Linked DNA regions of Rattus norvegicus: region 2 is linked to region 1. Evidence: chromatin contacts called from public Hi-C data. All regions are on one chromosome and are shown on one strand. Each heading gives the region's core, a stretch centred on a gene start, on an enhancer-like site or on the middle of the called end of the contact. The rest is flanking DNA. Distances are from core to core; before and after follow the strand shown. Region 1 holds the start of Prkcel1 (protein kinase C, epsilon like 1). Region 2 overlaps Prkce (protein kinase C, epsilon).

The links. A called contact is a pair of places that touch in the nucleus more often than the background predicts.
Region 2: a contact with region 1 is called in a Hi-C map of psoas muscle, with 2.1 times the contacts expected there. The contact joins the enhancer-like site here to the promoter of Prkcel1 in region 1. A contact is called at or near these places in 3 of 12 Hi-C or Micro-C datasets (kidney and psoas muscle).

The regions. Positions count from the first base shown.
Region 1 is chr6:13,925,412-13,931,405 of GRCr8, forward strand. It overlaps Prkcel1 (protein kinase C, epsilon like 1), which reads left to right and starts at 4,335. Exons shown (of 2, transcript NR_144425.1): 1 at 4,335-4,614. All of the region lies in intron 2 of Prkce (protein kinase C, epsilon), which reads right to left.
Region 2 is chr6:13,998,401-14,003,751 of GRCr8, forward strand. The region is part of intron 2 of Prkce (protein kinase C, epsilon); the gene reads right to left. Among named protein-coding and RNA genes, the nearest start is that of Prkcel1, 71 kb to the left of the region's middle. Within about 2 kb of position 1,396, at least 25 of the 93 cell types and tissues checked have an H3K27ac peak or open chromatin away from gene starts, as enhancers often do.

The DNA.
Region 1 (5,994 bases), core at 3,085-5,584:
TACCATACACTAAGATATCCATTAACTATGCAACTACGTCTCTTTCCCTAACGGGAGCACGTGGCCCTGCTTGGGTGAATTTGGAAGTCATGTATTCACGGGCATCAGTTAAGTTTCCAGTCACTGGAGTTCATTCAGTGAACAGGCGGATGTTAGAGTATGAGATGGGTGTGAGGGCTGTGTGAATATTTGTTTTTGTGATGTGTGTATGGAGAGGATGGGATATTGAACCAATCCAAGCCTGTATGAGTATTTGCGAGTATGCAGTTATGTGTTACACAGTGTGTGTGGGCACACGACTCTGTACGCATGTACCGGCAGACATGCTTCCGGACACAAACGATCGTCTTCGTTCTCATTCTCATCAGCCTCCTCTCTAGTCTTCCCATGCTACCCGAATTTACTCGGCCGGAGATCTCCAAGTATTTCAAACACCAGGAAAACATTTTATATTTTTCTTTCTTTTCCTCCCAGCCCTCCTTCCCTCTCTCTCTCCCTCCTCCTTCCTTCTCTCCCTTCCTTGCTTTTCTTCCCCCTCCTCCTTTTTTCAATTTTTTTTGTTTGTTTTTGTATAAAAGGTTTTCTATGTAGTCTTGGCTGTCTCGGAACTCACTCTGTAGCCAGGGTCACCATGAACTTAGAAGTCCCGGCTCTGCCTCCCAAGAGCTGGGATTAAGGGCCTGAACCACTCCTGCCTGACTATGTTTTTCTTATATATTATAGGCATCTATTCTTAGCAATCTATGCATTAAATATTAAAGGCAAATCTGTGTGTGTGTGTGTGTGTGTGTGTGTGTGTGTGTGTGTGTGTGTGTGTGGAGAGAATGGGATATTGAACCCAAGTCAAGGTAAGAAACACAGGCCCCGGAAGAAGACCTATCATTTAGTCTTTAAGTCTCAGGAGCCCGTCTTGTTTACCAGGTGCTACATATGGACTCCGCTTGGCAGACCACTTTCCTCAGGCCTAACTGTCTCTACTCTGCTCTCCCTTCTGACTCCAAGAAACACGCCCTGCTGAGGGTTAGGGCTGGAGGAATTGAAGCAAACGCAAGCAATGAATTGGGTGTTAGGTGTGTGTCCTTTTGCCCATGATTTGTGTTGCCGTTGCTGATTTCTAGGAGGTAGAAAGTTCTAGAGGAAAAGAAGAAAGCGGTGGGTGCTGAGCTCTGAAACATTAGGCCACTGGAGTAAGATGGCTTCGGGAGGTCAGACTTGGGACAGAGGAGAACCCGCCTTTGTTCTCTGCATGTAGTTACTTTGCAGTTCATTGGTGGGGAAGCTCAGTGAAGAGCTGGACTCTGGCCACGCCTCAGAAATGGCAGCAGATGCCTTCAGCAACGGACAGCAACCCCGCCTTTGAAGCCGCACTTGCTAACTGTGCTTACTTGGCCTCCATTTCCTCCTAATGACACAGACTTGAAAACAGCTGTGAGAGTCTTAGACATCTGCTCAAGATAGGTGTCCAGATTGCCTCTTCAAGGAGAACATGGCAGGAGGTGAGGGAAAGCAAAGCAGGTCACCTAAGCTCAGTGCCACAGAGCAGCACATCATACGGCAACTGTGCCGTGAAGCCACTGTCTCCTGTCTGCCACTACTAGAGAGTCACCACATCAAAGCCCGAAGGACCCCAGTGACACTTCACACTACTGTCTGCGCTCACACCCACTCTGCCCATCAGCTGAGGGCGGCCCAAGGGACCGGACGAACGACTCCAGGGCTGAAGGCATGAGGTCTGATCCCTAAGGTTTTCACTTTCCTATCTAGAAGGAAGCACGGGGAAGAGTTTCAGCCTGGCACTTCCTCTTTGTGCCACGAGAGCTCCACATTAGGGCAGTGGGGTTGGATGAGGTCAGAGCCAATGTACATGGAGCCTATGGCGTCAGATTCCAGAAACTTGCTTCAGCCATACACGCCGAGGGCAGAGAGCTCAGTAAGCAACCAGAGAGCTTCCTGCCAGACCCTACTGGGTGAGAAGGCTGGCTCCTGCCCTCCGGGGCTCAGGATCTCGTGTTTGGCCGAGGAAGAGCAAGTTTCTTCACTGTGAGGGCCCTTGGGCATTTTGTCCTGAAATCCTCTGAATATGGCGTGGTAGTGTGTTTGTGGTTCTCGTCAGCCAGGAAAGGGTGGTCCAAGTGACAAGGACAGAAGAGGGAATCCCCACATTAGGAAGGAATGTAAATCAAAGTCACATAAGGTTTACTAACTGTATCAACAGCTGCCACTATGATTGGTGGGGACAAGTGACATATCCGAAAGTGTCCAAGATGCCAAGTCACAGAAACAAGGGGGGGAACCCCCAGGGACAAGTACGGAGCAAATAAACAAAATGGATTCCAACTGAACTCGGGGCGTACTTGGCTTTTGTGTGTCTCCGCAGTCCCTTAGGGACTGTCCCTTTCACATTGTCCTTTCTTTGAGGATAATCTATACAGTCATCTTAACTCTCAAAAAATCCCACAAGATGAGTGGACTGAGAGACAGAGCCCTCCAGCCGGCTGTCCACACCAGCCCTCCGTTTCTACAGCCTTCCCCGGAGGCTCTCAACACTCCTGTCATCTCCAGGGCCAGGTGTAAACAGAGACAACCACCCCTCATCGCTAGGATGGCTAAGAACACAGGGAGAAGGAGAGGGGGGAGACTGAGCCTGGACCCTCTGAGTGGCAGTAATGGTGGGTGAGTCACAGAGATGCCCTATGGCGGGAGGGAAGCTCCAGATAGAACCCGTGCTGCTCCCAGATTCCCGTAGTCACTCCCTCAGCTTCAGTTTCTGGCGTCAGGAAGAGGTGGGTATCTAGCCTGCAGAGTCAGGGTGCTGCCGTCCTCCAAAGCACACAGTGGGACCTCAAGGATGGGAACTGTTATTACAACCTTGACGTGCACCCCAGGAGACTCAAACCAAACCACCGAGAATATGGAGCCTGTCAGGCCTTAGCCGTTACCCATAGCATGTAGCTTGAGTTGAACTTCAAGAAACAGGAAGCAGTGAGTGGACTGTGCAGGCCAACAGACGCAGCTAAGGTGGGGACAGCCACTAGATCTGCCATGACATCTGAGCATGTGTCTTTATTTAAGTCCGATTATAGAACTATACGCAAAGTTAGGCTGGTGATACATGTCTATTATCCTACTACTTGGGAGCTGAGGCAGGAGCATCACTTTGCCTTCAGGACCATTCTGAATTACATAGTGAGTTCCAGGCTAGCCAGTGCTCCAGAATGAGACCATCTCAAAAAACAAAAACAAAAACAACAAAAAACTAACCAACCAACAAACAAAAACCCCAAACAAACAAATCAAAACCAAAGCCAGAACAAATATATAAATCAATTGAATTTAATATTAATTGAAATGAGTCGAATCTTTTCTTCCCAGACAATGCGGACAGTTTTTTGTTTGTCCGTTTTTTAAAGTTACACACATTTTTAGGACTCACTGCCAAATAAGCCCAGACAGGCAGGCCTAATTCTCTGGGGTCCAAGTCTGACTCGGGATTAATGGGGAGACTCCATGTTACGATTCGCAGGTATTTGTAGATTCCTGCTACAGCACGAACATGTGAGAGCAGCAGAACTTGTGGGTTTGCTCCCTGCCCTGTTTAATAAGAACAGGCTGTGGTTTGGAGGAAATCTGTCAGAACCAGGACACGGCATCCCCAGTCCCAGTGGAAAACCTCCCAAAGCTAAACGTGGCTGTGAGATATTCGGCTGCTAAGAAATACTGAGGGGGCTGGAGAGGTGTCCCATGCCTGCAGTCCCCGTTCTTGGAAGGCTGAGGCAGGAAGACCAGTCTGAGGCCAACCTGGGCCACACGGTATTTAGTAAAATCTTTCCGAAAGAGAGAAGGAAAGAAAATGTTGGGGTGGGGGAGGGTAGACGGGGAAGGGAAGGGAGAGGACACAAAATTCAGAGAGGATGTAAAAAGGAAGTGAGTCGGGTGGCTGCCTGGCTGCATTCCCCAGTGTTGTGAGCTCACAAACCTGACGACACTTCCTGAAGGTGTCCACCCAGACTGGCCACAAGGGGGCATGAGAGCCAACGTCTTGGCTTTTGTTTTCTTTTTTCCCCCTGGATTCTCTCTGACTGAGAACACATTGGGGGAGGACCCAGAGGGCAGAGGCACTACTGGATGAGTCCTTGTGGCTCAGTGCCACAGGAGCAGTGACTCAGGCACTTCATCCTTGGGTGTCTCAAAACCGTGCGAGAGCCGGCACAAAGGTCTCCCTCGCTTTCTAAGCACATTCCTGCTCTGCCTGTGAATTATTACACCGGGGACGGGGAGGAGGGCGGAACAAACCAGTATCCTAAACTGACACTAGCGGCGCAAACCCCGAAGGAGTCTGTGGTGGGTACGGAGCAGAGCGCAGGTCCATCTTCAGGGGGTCAGGTCAAGGTCAAGATGGTGCCCTTGGCATAAATGACGAGAGTGGCTGGCTCTCAATGCCTGGTTTCTCAGGTAAGAGCCAAGCCTCATATACCCGGCTGCAGGCTGGCTTGGGGACTGTCGTACCAGACCATCGGCGTGGTGGAACTTTCCGATCAGCAGAACACTGCCCCAAGACCATATCTGGACTTAAACCTCAGGCATCACCAGGCACCACCAGGCAGCATGGCAGAGGTAAGACAGGCTCATCTTAAATCACAAAAGGTTTCCAACTGTCCGCTGACCCAGCAGCTGAGTCAGGCTGTTATTTCAAGTTCAGCTAAGTCCTCACTTTGTTGAAAGATTTTTGAGGGAAATTACTATTTTATTTATAAACTTGCAGTAGAATATGAATTTCGAAGTATTAATATTTCTGTTTGACATTGGGATGAGATGTTACTTCAAAGATGTTCCTACCTCAAGGCCTCTCTAGGAGGAGGTGTCCTCCGCGCAAGGCTCCTCTCAGAGGAGCCTTCCCTCTGCCTCTCTCACTTGTAGTACATGGGACAGTGTTAGGCCAATAAAATGCAACTCACTCAAAGAAGGATGGAAAATAAGCTCTTTAAATATCTGAACTGATAACATACATCCAGACCTGTAACATTCATCAGATAACAAAAGCCCCCGTGAACACTCACTTGGCAATAACACGCAGCCAAGGGCTTCAGGGCCTCTGCTTTTGAGCTCTGCCTTGCCTCTCATAGACAACAGACCACTTGTGATCTTCAGTGTTAGTATCTTTTTGGCAGAGCAAACCTTGGTAATGCTGATAAGGTGACGTGAACTCACTCTTGTTGGTCCTTGTCACCGGCGCTCCTTGTACCGGGCCGCATTGCTCTTGTGCCCAGATTTCAGTTTTGCTAGCAATGTGTTTGATTCCTTCTTTACATTCAACTTAGTTTTCATGAAGCATTTCTCGCACTCACTTTACTATGTACGGTTAAGCCACAGTTATGTGATCATAGTAAGAACAGTAAACACAAGGGACTGTTGACCTAACCAGAATGATGGGGCACCGCGGAACGTCGAAGGAGCGTGTTCAGGAATTACACCGCCGCCAAGGGCCTGCGAGGAGGCCTCGAGTACTCCAGGAGGAGTGGGCACAGCAACGGCTGGCAGCTTAGGACAGTAGTGGCTACCCTGTGGTAGAAAGGCCTCAAACGCTGCAGGCTCGGCCTTCGTGAAACAGAAAATCTGAGCTGAAATGGTGGTGCACGCCTGTGAGCCAGCAGCTGGGAGACAGAGGCAGGAGGGTCAGAAGTTCAAGGCCAGCTTCAGCTACCTATTGAGTTCAGGGTTGGGGCAGGGGGGCAGCCTGTGCTATGTGAGTCCATGTGTCAAAACAAAAACAAGAGAAATAAGAGAAGTGAAAAAAAAAGGAGAGGAAGGGGGAGGGGAGGGATGTGCAGGGGGGGAGGGGAAGGAAAGCAGAGGGGAGGTGAAAGAAGAGGGGAGAGAAAGGGGAAAAGGGAGGAGAACAGGGCAGGGGAAGGGCAGAGAAGAGGGGAGGGGAGGAGGAGAAGGGGAAGGCAGGGAAGGAGAGGGAAGAGAGCAGTAGGCAGGGGAGGGGAAAGG
Region 2 (5,351 bases), core at 146-2,645, 70 kb after region 1:
TCAGGCGAAGGACAGTCCCTCCAAAAGAAACTCAACTGCTTCATCCCTGTCTTCAGGAGCCTCCCTACCAAGGCAGGTTAAAATTGTAGGAGGCTGGAGGTGACACCAGGCCCCAACAGGCATGTAGTCAGTCACCTGTCCTTGTCAGGACCCTTCATCTAGCCCTCAAGCCTTTGACTGTGTCCTAGGTTTATCTGACACCCAGACTCACAACAAGCGTATGTACCTTGTCCCCTCTGGATGCCCATTTATTTCGAGATTCATTGATTGAAGCTGCAGATTATGGGAAGAAAGATGTAACTCCCTCACAGAACGCTACGATATTTGGGAAAAAATGAAATGCCAGTCTAAAGGGGCCAGTGTAAAGGTCAGAGATGTGTGTACTCATAAACATCCACACATTTCTTTTTATGAAAATGGGATATATATATGTATATGTATGTATATATATATATATATATATATGTTTCATGACACTGAAAATAAGTTGCTCTTAGGTATCTGACCTCAAGTACAAAGAGGCCATTTATCATTAAGGGATAGGCTGAGGGCACTTCTCTCCTCTCGCTCTCGCTCTTGCTCTCGCTCTCGCTCTGTGTGTGTGTGTGTCTGTGTGTGTGTGTGTGTGTGTGTCCAGAGCAGGCCATTCTGTGGTATATTCACTTCCAGTCGACTACACACCAGTTCCCTTCACTGTCTTCAACACACCCAGTGTGCTATAAATTCTGTGCATTAACAGGTCACCACGCACCTTCTCAGGATGACCTTCAGAGGTGGCAGGGTTGCCTGCAGTGGACAGAACCTAATTAGTCTTCAGACTCGGGCGAACCCGGCCCCCCAGGTCAAGAGAGCTGGCAGTAGCTTCAGCAGTTCAAAGGGCTGTTTGCTGTGGGCGAAGAAGTGAGACTCCCCGAATTCATTTCTGATTTCCTGAAAAGCCGAATTCTCCTCAGGCGTGCTCCAAGCCTGAGCCTGTTTCTGTCCCCACCCTTTAATCAGAAGGGAGAGTTTGGCATCAAGGATCAGCCTTCCTAGTTCCCAGAAAAACACTTGTCTGGGACACAGGTTAAGGAGCAGGCCAAGAAGAGGTCATTGATCCCTGTCTCTGGGGCCCAGCGGCTTTGGCACGGGGCGGGGCCAAAGCTTCCCAGATGTTCTGTGGAGGGCTGGATGCCTGCCAGGGAGCCCCACAGCTCCACAAACTGAGCCAGCTCCCCAAGTATGCATCATGGCAAGTCACAGCTCTCTGGAGGGGAGGCCCTCAAGAGGGCAGGGCCTCAGAAGCACTTCCGGGGGAGACCATCTTCGGCTGTTCCCACCTACAGCTAACAACTCCACAACAGTCTCCCTTCCTAGGGCTCAAAAAGTACACATTTTCCTCCAACGACCAGCTCCGGTTTCTATAGCAACAAGGCAAAAGCCAATGGGGTTTGTAAAAGCAGCAGTCTTGACAGCTACTGTAGGGAAGGGCAAAGAAAATAGCCTGGGAAATTTTGGTCTCACCCTGGGAATCTGTCCTTAGAGGAGTGCCAGCCCATCAGGGGGCCCTCGCTACAAGTCTAAACACTGAGCTCTCTGCTCCCAAGGGCGCAATTCTCCTCCACTCTGGAAGAGGAAGGGCCAGAGAGGTACTGACTGACTGCTGTATGAGGCTGCAAGGAGAACAATGGCTGCAGGCGGCATTTGCATGATGTCACAGCTATGATGACATGGCCTCTGCTGACACAACTGACTCCATTACTCACTGAAGAAACGTTTGTTGAGCACCTACTGTGTGCCATGTTTCTAGGAAACAATGATAAAACACGTCAGATAAAATTATCTTTGAGAGCTTACATTGCAGGGGGCAAACAATTTCACAGAGCACTAAATAAAACATAAACCACAACTCCAACGACTACCGTTCCAGAAGTGAATTGGGTATAAAAATGGAGGCAGTGTGGGGATGTGGGAAGAAATCTGGCCGGGGTTGGGGGGAGAGAGGGGAGCAGGCTTTACTTTCAAACAAGCTTTCTTGCACATCTGTTCATTGGGACGTTATAACTATGTGACTTAGCAGAGTAGTAATACACTGACGAATGTTTGGAAGCCCAAGCATGTGAAATGTTTTGTTCAAGATCCTCCAAGCTTCATACTTTGAATGTCTGTGTATCAGATGACCACAGTGAGAATGAACCCATTAACCACAAGCCAGGGAGAGGTATTGGTGGCTCTTAGAACTATGTCCAGAACTGGGAGAAGCAGACAAAGACAGACAAAAACATATACAAGAGGAGTGAACAGGCATTTGCGAGGCAGGGACAAACCCTGCAGGCTTCTGAGGACTCTCAGTATCACCGATCATCAGAAGTGGCCCGTCAAAACTGCACTGGAGAGCAGAATTTCTTCCACATAGAAGTATAAAGCTCCTCTTAAGGAACCACTCGCCATCAAACAGAAAGCTCACCCCCAGACACAGGTTATCTCCTTTCAAGCTATTGGTCAGAGGGGTCCAAGAGATCCCACTAACACTGCAGATTGTTTCTACTGAACTTGGTTGTCCACCAGAACTTGAGGTAAGAGGTTATTGCTGAAGACACTATATTTACACTTCGGTCACAGGGCTTGGAGAAATCACAATGGCCTTATCTGGAAGACTGCAAAGGTCTATGTGAGTGACTGAGATCTCCAGATAAGGTGCTGGCAGCCTAACCCTACTGTGAACACCAGGTGAACCATGGCCATTGGCGTAATAGTAGCACAGACGTCTCAGGGTGGTGTAGGGCATCCAATGGCTGTCTGACTAGATTTAAGGCCTCTCAACAGGAGGAAGTTCGGGCCTGGTGCTGTAAACTGAGACATGGGTAGACAGATCATGGACTCTACTGTCATTGTGCTGAACTGATGTCGTATCCAACCGCCTTCTAGATATTTAACCTCGTACCAGTAGATTAGTCTAGCTCCACCCTTTAGCAGAGAAGCCGATGGATGGACGTTTACACAGAGCAACACAAATGATCAAAGTGGAGAGAATAAGTGACGGTAAAGTGTTCATCACTAAAGCATCATCTGTGTCACATCCCCCAGACATTTACTGAGGAGATGTCATGGGGGCCACAGCCAGACTGGGTGAGTTCAGGAAGATGCTAGAGAAGAGCCTGTACTGGACATGACAGGCAGCGCACTCATCAACTCTCTACAGCAGTGGTGTCTACACACGGCCGGCACAGGGCCCGGCTCACCAGTACGCCAGCGTGGATGATGAAGGGCTCACAAGGCTCCAGCCCTAGTTGAAAACCTGCACACACTTGACAGCTGCCAGGCAAGAGAAGGTCATCTAGTTCTCTTCAGTGCTGGCGCCCCCCGCTGCAGCCTCATATCACCACGCATGTGTGCAACATTTAACTCTGTGTGTGTGTGTGTGTTCTGCTTATATGTGTGTGTATGTGTGTGTGTTCTGCTTATATGTGTGTGTATGTGTGTGTGTTCTGCTTATATGTGTGTGTATGTGTGTGTGTTCTGCTTATATGTGTGTGTATGTGTGTATGTGTGCACACGCACGCGCACGCATGCGTTTGTGTGTGATAGTGTGATGTGAAGTTGGGAAAAGATAGTGAGAGGGACATGGGAGGAGTTGGAAGAGAAGAGAAGGGTGGGTTTGACCAAAATCAAATTCATTCATGTGCAAAAAGTAATAAAAAATTAAAACTATAATGGCAATTTTAAAATCTGATAATATAGACGACTCAGTGATTAAAAGCACTGGCTGCTCTTCCAGAGGACATGGGTTCAATTCCCAGGACCCACGCGGTGGCTCACGACCATCTGTAAGTTTAGGAGACGCAGTGCCTTCTTCTGGCCTCCACAGACACTAGGTATGCACACGATACACAGACATATATGCAGATAAAATGCTCACATAAACAAAATAAATAATATTTTAATTGTATTATTAACTATTAAGAAGACATAAAGCAAATAGATATTTTGTAAATCCATCTATCAGCATCAATTGGTATAAAAACGTTTTACCATGGTATTCACGCATCTACGGAATTATCAAATCAGTCCCCTGGAAAATAACCTAAAGAGACTGCAGTTGTGTTCAAGTGTGCCCAAATACAGCATAGTCCTTTACAGGAAAATCCTGCTATGCCCACAAAGGGAAGAATAAATGAATGAATTTGACATAATCATACAATGCAGTAAAACACAGAAACAGAAACCGGCCAGCAATAGCAACACGCTCCAAAGGGCACGAACCAGGAAGTGCTATGCTAAATGAACCACAGAGCACTGATACAAAGTATTTAAACAAAGTTCAAAACAAGCAACCCACTGTTTAAGAACGTATGTGCCTAGGCAGATAAACCATAAATAATTACAAGAAAAGAATTAACACAAGATACAGGTCATAATGGGGAGGAAAGGTTCAAACACAATCAGCACAGGGGATGCAAAACAGTGGGCGGTGGGCTTTTCCTTAGCTGGATCTTCTCGCCTGAGGCATCGCATAGTAGTGTCTACAGAACTGAAGTCAGAGGGGTGGGCAAGGCCAGTGAGTTAGGGACAAAAGCAATTAAAAAGAAAAAGCTTTGTTTGATTGGTAGTTTTCTAAAACAAGGGGGACTGTGGACTGCAGGAAGGAAAATTTCGATTTAAAGGGCCATGGTTTGATTTACGTTTCTAAAGGTTCAAAATTTAAAAAGAGAGAAAGCGATGACAAGACACCTCTTCAGGCAGACCTAGGTGCTTCTGGTTAACCTGGCAGTGGAGTGGCTTCTGAGCTATAATTACAGGCAGGAAGAGGTCAAGCAGCTGGAAGGGCCTCTGTAATTAAGCAGGCGAAGTCTGTCTTCCAAGTCCCAGAGGCTGTGACAGCAACCCCAGTGACCCCAAACCCACCCATGGCAGGCAATTCTTGACTTTGACCCATTTAACCTTCAAGCAGCACGTGGGCCAAATGCACACACAACCGTGAGCAGGCAGGAACATTCTACGGCCGGCTTTTAGCTGCCAAGCTGTTAAAACCCTTCAGCCTAGCTGTTCACGTGAACAAGAGCCATCCCTTAGTATACAAATATATCCTAAGCCTGGCTGCATCCTACACAGCCTGAGATCATGCAGGTATGGCAGGACCAACTGAGGCAGATTTAGCATAGCTTAGACTATATGTGTTTGCACACCTACGGAAATACTAAATTGCTTCATAACTTTTTTCTAAAAGTTAAAAATAAAAACAGTAAGAAAAAAGTGACCGGGGCTGGGGATTTAGCTCAGTGGTAGAGCGCTTACCTAGGAAGCGCAAGGCCCTGGGTTCGGTCCCCAGCTCCGAAAAAAAGAACCAAAAAAAAAAAAAAGTGACCATTATC